Regions from separate parts of the Mus musculus genome. Here region 2 is linked to region 1. The links are chromatin contacts, called in public HiChIP or PLAC-seq maps. All regions are on one chromosome and are shown on one strand. The core of a region is the stretch at or near the end of the contact, and the rest is flanking DNA. Distances in the headings are between cores, read along the strand shown.

Evidence for each region. HiChIP or PLAC-seq counts read pairs in DNA pulled down with a chosen protein or histone mark.
Region 2: a contact with region 1 is called in an H3K27ac HiChIP or PLAC-seq map of embryonic stem cells, with 6 read pairs. The contact joins the promoter of Cr2 here to the promoter of Cd46 in region 1. A contact is called at or near these places in 6 of 39 promoter capture datasets (cranial neural crest, embryonic stem cells, liver and 2 more), 2 of 115 datasets of contacts at active chromatin or transcription factors (both in embryonic stem cells) and 3 of 9 other capture datasets (adipose tissue, liver and pancreatic islet).

The regions. Positions count from the first base shown.
Region 1 is chr1:195,089,950-195,094,510 of GRCm38.p6, forward strand. Cd46 (CD46 antigen, complement regulatory protein) reads right to left here and starts at 2,299. Exons shown (of 11, transcript NM_010778.4): 1 at 2,150-2,299. The coding sequence starts at 2,276.
Region 2 is chr1:195,174,508-195,179,068 of GRCm38.p6, forward strand. It overlaps Cr2 (complement receptor 2), which reads right to left and starts at 2,212. Exons shown (of 26, transcript NM_001368765.1): 1 at 2,046-2,212. The coding sequence starts at 2,103.

The sequences.
Region 1 (4,561 bases), core at 1,049-3,548:
AAACAAACAAACAAACAAAAAATTTCAAATAACTGCAGAATCTTCTTTTTTTCTTTCTTTCTTTTTTTTGTTTGTTTGTTTTTGTTGTTGTTGTTGTTGTTGTTGTTGTTGTTGTTGTTTTCGAGACAGGGTTTCTCTGTTTAGCCCTGGCAGTCCTGGAACTCATTTTGTAGACCAGGCTGGCCTCAAACTCAGAAATTCACCTGCCTCTGCCTCCTGAGTACTGGGATTAAAGGCGTGTGCTACCACGCCCAGCTACTGCAGAATCTTCTTTTAGCTCATCCCAAACATTATTCTTTTTCAAAATCCATTGGTTTCCTATTATGCTAGTACCTGCCTCTTCTATTCCTTGTGAAGTGAATTTTATAGCGATTAATGAAAAAGCAAAGTTCTTGAAAGAATGTTCCTCCTGCAAGCAGGAAGAATCTTTTCTGTGCTTCATGCATTGGCCAAATATATTTAACATTCTGGTACTTGAGTTTTGTAAGAGCAACAACACTAAGACAAAACAAACAAACAAACAAAAAAAAAACCATTTGGAGTCACTAGTGTGAAAAAAAGAAAAGATCTCTTGCCTTCCTATTCAGAGAGGTAGAGAACAGAAAAGCCAGTTTTATAGGTGTGATGCAAGTTGAGAGATGGGTTAAGTTGGGTTATGTCTACTAAGGGTAGTCAGAAGAGGTCTCCCTGGGGGGGGGGGGTGACATTCCAACTAAGTTTGAAGAGAAAATAGTCAAATATGTAATATCAGGAGAAGGTTCTATATATAAGAAAAACAGTAAAAAAAAAAAAACAAAACAAACAAACAAAAAAAAACCAGTGGTTTAAAGTGTCAGAGTTGGGATTGTTGTTTGTCCTGTCCCTCAGTCATTTTAAAATCCAGTCAGAGAAGCATGTTCCTTTACTCCAGAGCATGGTTCTATTCCTTCATGTTAAGCTTTGGTTATTATTAGCAAATATTTATAGATCATATACTATGTATTGCCACTAGGGATCTATCAGCACAATAAAGTGCCTGCTTACATTCCTATACATATATGTGTGTGAACAATCAGTGGAAGAGGCTCACAAAACCAAGACAGGCTTGTCACTGTCTCCCAACATCTCCATCCTCCGGACCAGCACAGAGTCTGGAACATAGAAGGCAAAAGTTGCTGGATGGATACTGATAAGAAAAAATATAGAAATACAGACTATATGAACAAGATTATGTATATATGTCACAAACACAGAGTGTTGCAAAACAGAAGAAAACAGAAGTATTGTTCTTTGTGTAAATTTTATAAAGTAACTAACCATGTATAGTATTTATTCCATGTAATGAAACACCATCCAAATGTGGTGGGATAAAGCTTGAGTTTTAGTTCATGAGCTAAGGTGAAAACCAGAGTGCTACTTATACTTCTTGTCTCAGGAGTGATGTCTAGATTGTCCTTTTTCTACTATGACTTTATCTGTAAAGGAAGATAAGATCTCAGAGCCATTTGGTAATAGAATCAGACACTGTCTGCTTTGGCTAGGAATGGACACTAATTCCAAGCAGGGAGTAGGAGTGTAAGGAATATGATTAAACACACTGTATATGTGTGTGTGTGGGGGGGGGGGGAATCTAATGAAATTGAAAAGCCAAACAAAATAGCCACTTTTTTTTTTTTTTCGAGACAGGGTTTCTTTGTATAGCCCTGGCTGTCCTAGAACTCACTTTGTAGACCAGGCTGACCTCGAACTCAGAAATTCACCTGCCTCTGCCTAAATTAAAGGCATGCGCCACCATGCCCAGCAAAATAGCCACTTATAAACCAAGCCCATACATACTGCCTCGGGCAACAAGGAAATTTGACTTAAAGGGGGAGGCCAAGTGTGACTTTCCCTCCCTTCTAAACCCAGAGTTGCTTGCCCACAGCATAAGCCGTGCAATCTGCTACTGACACAGTGGGGCTCTAAGTGAACATCTACCCCTCCCTCCACTCAGGCTGCCCACCCCTTAACTACTGCCTACTAAGGAAATCTGCACTTTCGGGGTGAGGACTGAATGATCTCCATAGTCACAGCAAAACTCACACATTTACACAACCCTAAGAGGGCTCTACCAGGAACTCCTGAACTCCTCCCAGCTTCCCTGCGACACAGCCTCTCTCCTGGATCGTACCAGATAAATGAGACAGCAGAAACAGAAGGGCCTCAGCATAGACGCCCAAGGAGCACCAGAAGAAAGTGTAGCTCTTCCTTCTGCGACAGGGGTGCGTTGAGTCTGGCATAAGAGGCGCCGCCGTCATGTTACCAGACTGAAAGGGAAACTGGGCGCCAGGAAGCCAGAGAGCAAGTTTTAAGATAGGTGAACAGACGCAACAATCCTGAAACTAAAGTGTGCTGAGCGACACAACAGGTGGGCGTGGCCAGGCCGCTCCTGGCAGGCTGGTGACTGGTAGCGCTAGCTAGGCCAATCGGCTGGCAGTAAGGTGGGGCCTCAGTTCAAGCGGCTGGGCCATGAGGTTGCGCTCCCGCCAGGAATTTTGGGCTTCTCAACTATTTTCCATTGTCCCACTTTGCTGTGCTCCTTCCTTACCTAGCTGCGTTACTCCCAAGTCCTCTGCAGCTTTGCTGCACTCCTCAGCTTGGATGGCACAAGCCTTGTCCTCAGTTGCATGTCAGGGTTGTGCTCCTCTCAGGGCTGTTTTCTTAAAGATGCAGCTCAGTATTCCCTCTTCAGCGGCTCTATAGCTGTTCTAAGGTGTGCTTACCAGCTGGGGCGTACCTTGGCTTACATATACAAAGAGACCGCTTTATTCCAGAAGGCTGGAAAGACTTGTTGGCCCTGTGATCATTGCTCTGAACTTGAACTTGAAGAATAAAAGTGCGGGAACCTATAAAATAGACCTAAAGCACTATCAGGAGGCTGCCTCAGACTTGTATTTGGCATTAGTCACAGCTGATTAGGACAAGTACTTATATTTTCCTCATTTGAATTCTCTTACAGCCTCATCTCACAATCCTCAACTCTCAAAGGTTTTCCCATTGGATTCTCAGCTTCTAAAGTCACACCCCCACCCTCCACATGGTTGCTGTAAATTATTGCACAGAACACTTCTCTGTGGCAAGCATTGCAAGCACACCCCTGAAGTTGAGCTATTATGTTTTAGCCCTGGTTAGGAATGCTTTCAGTGACAGTGTTGACTGTGAACATCCCAGGATCCTGACAAATGTCAAACCTTTGGATGAAGGAGAGGATTCAAATTTGGTGTTTTTTCCAGTTCATGGGAAATATCTTGTTAAACTGTCAAAGAGAAGCAAGGGGGAGTGCGGGGGTGTGGACCAAAATAGGACTCAATCTCCTGTATGCTTTTTGAAGGGTGGTAAGACAGTGGGATGAAAGGGCATTTAAGTGGTAGAGAAATCAGGGTTAGGGCTTTTTGTGTGTCTCGGGAATTATGTTTACATTGTTTTCAGAGGGTGGGTGCAGTGGTTTGAATAGGAATGGCCCCTATAGACTTATGTGTTTGATATTTGGTCCATAGGGAGTGGGACTATTAGGAGATATGGCTTTGTTGGAGTAGGTGTGACTTTGTTGGAGGAAGTGTGTCACTAGTGGATGGGCCTTAAGGTCTCAGAAGCTCAAACCAGTTCTCTGCCTGTTGCCTGTGGATTCAGATGTAGAACTCCCAGCTCCTTCCACAGCACCATGTCTGCCTGCATGCCACCATGCTTCCTGCCATGATGATAATGAACTAAACCTCTGAAAAGGTAAGACAGCTCCAACTCTTTTTCTTTATAAGAGTTGTGTTGGTCATGGTATTTCCTCACAGTAATAAAACCTTAATTAAGACTGGGATAACAGCTACAGGCCAGCCAACCTTTCTGCATAGTGGATCAGGATCTAACTTCATCTCCAGGAATTCAGGTAAACAAAACAAAACAAAAAACAAAACCAAGTACAGAAACAAGGACGGTTTTCACAAGGACACTTACTTTATCCATTTTTGGTTTTACATCTGTCTTTGTGTTTTTGTACTCATAGTATGTTGTGAATGTACATGTCCATTTGGGTGTGTGCACCTGTGCATGCACGTAAGTGTGCATGCATGAGTGTGCATGTGGTTGTAGAGGCCAGGGGTTAACACATGTTGTCTTCCTTGGTCAATCTCTGTCTTAGTTAGGGTTTTATTGCTGTTAAGAGATATCATGACCATGACAACTCTTATAAAGGAAAATACTTAACTGGAGTTGGCTTACAGTTCAGACATTTAGTCCATTATCATCATGATGGGAAGCATATGATATGCAGGGAAAAGGAGCTAACAGTTCTGCATCTGGATCCTCAGGCAAAAGAGACTGTGAGTCACTAAGCCTGGCTTAAACTAAGACCTCAAAGCCCACCCTTGTGACTCACTTCTTTTAATAAAGCCACAACTACTCCAACAAGGCCATACCTCCTAATAGTGCCACTTCCTATGCGTTTATGGGGGCCATTTTAATTTAAACTACCACACTCTCCAACTTATTTATTTATTATTACTTTAGGTTCAGGCAGACTGAACATAAAGTTTATTGAGCCAGCAAACCC
Region 2 (4,561 bases), core at 962-3,461, 84 kb after region 1:
CCAGTTATTCTAATCAAATAATAATCTGTGATTATCAATTGTAAATAAGGACAAAAAATTATCTTCTACAATATGGAAAAACATTTAAATTCATAAAACTCAACAATAAAGACCAAGAGAGATACAAGATCTGGAAACTATAGAAGAGGAAACTTTACAATGTGACTTTCCATGCCAAAATGAAGCAAGAATCAGACTTTGTGCATGAGGGTTAATAGAAGTCTCATCTCTAGTAAGGAGATCTCACACTGTATTGAAACTGCCCACCTTCCAGGCCACAGTACAGAATTTCCAGAGATTGGTTTCTCCTCCAATCAGAAAGTGAAAGAGAGCAGGTAAAAAGGCACTGCTGTCAAACCTGATGACCAATCCAGTTTAATCCCTGGAACCCACGTGGAAAAAGCAGAGAACGAACTCCTATGAGTTGTCTTCTGACCTCCAAGCACATGCCATTGAATGAACACACTTCCCACAAATGATAAACAAATAAACACATTTAATGATTTTTCAAAGAAAAAGAAAGGCTAGCCTACAAGCTATTACATGATAGGAATTTTCATGAGTCTCTTTTCTCTCTTTACATCTTTCTAGGATCTGGAGTGAAGATCGGAGTAGTGACTAACACTGAAAATTCTTCTGGAGGACAGGGAGAGATTAACTATTTAGATGTAAAAGGCTTTACACGGATGATTTAGAAATCATTTAGAAGTAGATGGAGGATTTATATGTAGAATAAAAACAAATCTGAAAAGTTGGTCAGAAGACAGGAAGTAGGGAAATCATTATTGAGAATTATCATCAAATGCCTTAATACTGGGTTTCCTGGCTATCTGATGGATATGGATGATTTTTTTTAAAAATGAGAGTCATGTATGTTAACCAAAGTATTGTACTGAGCATAAAATATTCATCAGTGAACATGAAATAAGGTCCAGCCATCCCTAGAATTGATTTTCCAGTAGAAATTGTAGCAGAACTAATACATAATATTCAGACCCTATAACAACCAGATCCATCCTTAGCTGCTAACGGCTACCTTAGTGTCAACAGTCAAGTGCCAATTGACTTAATTTCTCTGACAGCTCCTGATTTCTTTCACCTTCATGGGATGTTAGCACAGCTCATTTCTGACTTTATATATGAAAAACTGAGGGTCAGGGCTCTAACCAACTTGCCAAATTCACGCAGCCATTGAGGTTTACTGTAAGTAACCTATGAATTTATTCACTATGAGAACAAGTTATACTGAGACTTGCCAAAATCCACTCAGCATTGAGGTTTTTGCAGTAAATGTCTTATACCTGATCCCTTCACTACCAGAATAAATGGTACTACTTTAAAAGCAAGCCAATCTGTGAAACAACAACAACAACACACACACATGCACACACACACACACACACACACACACACACACACACATACACACACACACCACTTACAGAGAACACTGAAGGAGAACCTACAGAAGCACACACCACTACAGAAGTCATAGTTTTAATTCATGTTCAACTTTAAAAACTAACTGAAGATAGTTTTTAAACATACTATCAAAGATAAAAAATCTGAGACCCACATTGGAGAATCAGGTGTTACTCTTTTTAAAAACCGAAGCAGTGGCTCCATGCCTAAGAGGCACATGCAGGTCTGTAATTCTTGAGCACAGATTGGGACACTACTGTGTGAGCTCTTGATGAATTCCCTGGAGACTGGAATCCAGGGAGAAGAGAGCAGACCCCCCCCACACACAAAAAACAACAACAACAACAACAACAACAACAACAACAACAAAAACAAAAACAATGCAGCAGTCACATTCCAAAGCGACCATAAGTGTCTCAGCCTTCTATGGTGATAATCCATCTCCCAGAAGAGGTGGGGACGTTCTGCATCAGGAGACAGAGGGATCTCCAAAGGTGTCAGGGACAGCCAAGTATCCAGCATTGGCCCCACATCCCTGGTTTGTCCTCTAGCCTTTGTGTAGGCACAGAAAGTTTCCCAGCCCTGGTGGAATTCCCGTATTTGAGCTCCCGTGCCCAGCTCACCAAGAACTCCTGGAGTGATGAGAGTGAAGAAAACCCAGAGCGAACCCAAGGATCCCATGTGTGCAGCAGTCCAATGGCAGGTTGCGCTCTGTGAGTTGTGAGCCTGTAGCAAGGAGAGGAAGAGGACGGGGCTGGCTGCCTGCGGGGCTGGCTGCCTGCGGCTGGCTGTAAGCAGTGGGGAGCAGACCCTTAAATAGCATCGGCTCCGCGCGGTGGCGCTGGGTACTGAAGATTTGTGAAGCACAACTGCAGGTGACTAGGGGCGGAAGAGGCAGAGAGGGGCGGTCCCCGGGAAGTCTGCTTTTGGTTCAGGCTGGGTTCTGCGACGCCTGGCTTTCCTATATTTTGTTGATTGAGCAGCCAAGTACATTAACTTTCTCGTTCCCACCCCCCTACATCTGAAACAAGAATTTCACAAAATAATACTCATGCCTACTGATCGTATGATATGCTAATTTACAGTATTGTATTCTTTAAACCTGTTTGGGGTTTTGTTCCAGTTAATTCAGTTTCAAACCCCATTAATGTAATCAACTCTCAGTTTGAGAAAACAGCTTATTTTACTTAAAGTGGAAATTCAGAAATAACACTGCCTGGCATTACAATCTTTTTACTCTAGTGTAAACAGTGAAATTTCAAATTTCTGTATAACTGTAAAGGGGTTTTCTAAATGTTAATATTTTAGAAATGTTATCTCTATATAATTATAAAGATATATAAAAGTATATATTTTGACTATACAATTGTGTTATGTAATTGTTATTTCTGACTTTTTAAATAAATTACAGACATTTATCTCTTCTTTAAGTATTTTAATGTGTATTTCCTAAAAATAAGGACAATATAACTATAGTAAAATGATCAATTACAAGACACTAATATTGGTAAGGTAGTTTTTCATAATTTTTTACTGTCTTCAAGTTTTGATGAATATCTCAATAATCTTTGTTACGGCATGATAAGAATAACAAAACTATCCACACTTCAGTGTTATATATTTAGTTTCCATGTCTCTTTCTTTAATTTGAAAAAGATCTTTGGGAGTAGGAGGTGTGTGTGTGTGCATGTGTGTGTGTGTGTGTGTGTGTGTGTGTGTGTGTGTGTGTGTGTGTGTTTTATGTGGTTTGCACGTGTACATGAAGATGTGTGGAGACTAGAAGCTAATATCAATGTCTTTCTTGCCAGCTTTCCACCCCCTTATTCGAGGCAAAGCCTTTCTCTGACCCTTAAACTTGCAGGTTATCTAAACTGGATGGTCAGTAAGTTCCATCTGCCTGTGTCAGGCTCTCTTGCACTAGGATTACAGGTAAATTGGCTGCAGCTTTTTACCTAGATTCTAGAAATCTGAATTCAAGCCCTTATGCTTGCTTGACAAATAGCTTTACAAACAGAGCCCTGTCAACCTCTTGGAATTTTGTTGTTTCTTTTGTTGTTAGTTTTTTATATCTTTGAACTACACATAGTTAGAGTATTTTCTAAAAATGGCTCTTAAATCATTTGTCTACTATACAGTACAGTAACAAATTACCCTATGATTAGTAGTGGATTAAGCGAGACTAAATAGTACCTTCCAGTTTGTACTATCATGATTTGGAGTCAATTTAGCTAGACTGGCAGTTTTTCATCTCCCCTGATATTATGGTCCAAATGAGAGCTTGCGCTACAGTCATCCAGTTGATTGGGACAGGAAAAGTCACACAGAAGACGCTCAGTTGCTGTTGACTGGATTCCTCATTTCTTCACCATGTGGTCACTGGGCTGCTGGGTAGCAGGAACTGAAAATTCTCACCTCATGGCAGCTAACTTCTTCTAGATCAAAAAAGATCTAAGCCAGAATGTCTTCCATAATCCCCAGCAGTCATAATACTTTGAGAATAATCTACTGATAACAAATATCAACCCTTCTCAGTGCCAGAGAGACACTATGCATGAATGGGAATACTGGGAGTCAGAGATGAAGGGGCACCATCATGAAGGCTGGTTACCAGCATCACTCAGTTTGGTTTGATATGTTTTTTCACAATTAGGTTGAAATTTTATATTTTGAGGTAGAGATATCATGGGATAGGTGCTATGTGCTTATCTGTAGGTACATGTTGCCTGATGGTCCTTTTTATTGGTAGTAGTAATTTTTATCACATAAGCAGGTTTCTGTCAAGTTTCTGTAGTATAAAATTACTATTATTTATTTTTATTTTATTAGTAATCATTATTACCTTTAACAAATGATATTTATTAACATATTAACAAGTTATTATTATCATATTATTAAAGTTACCTTATTATTAACAAATACTTTGGGGAGGAATAGTTTACAACTTTTTAAGTACCTCATTTAAAAACCAAATTTTGACCCTAATTTTAGATCATTGATGATTTTTTTGTCTTAGAGGAATGGATACAGAAAATGTGGTACATTCACACAATGGAGTACTACTCAGCTATTAAAAACAATGAATTTATGAAATTCTTAGGCAAATGGATGGATCTGGAGGATATCATCCTGAGTGAGATAA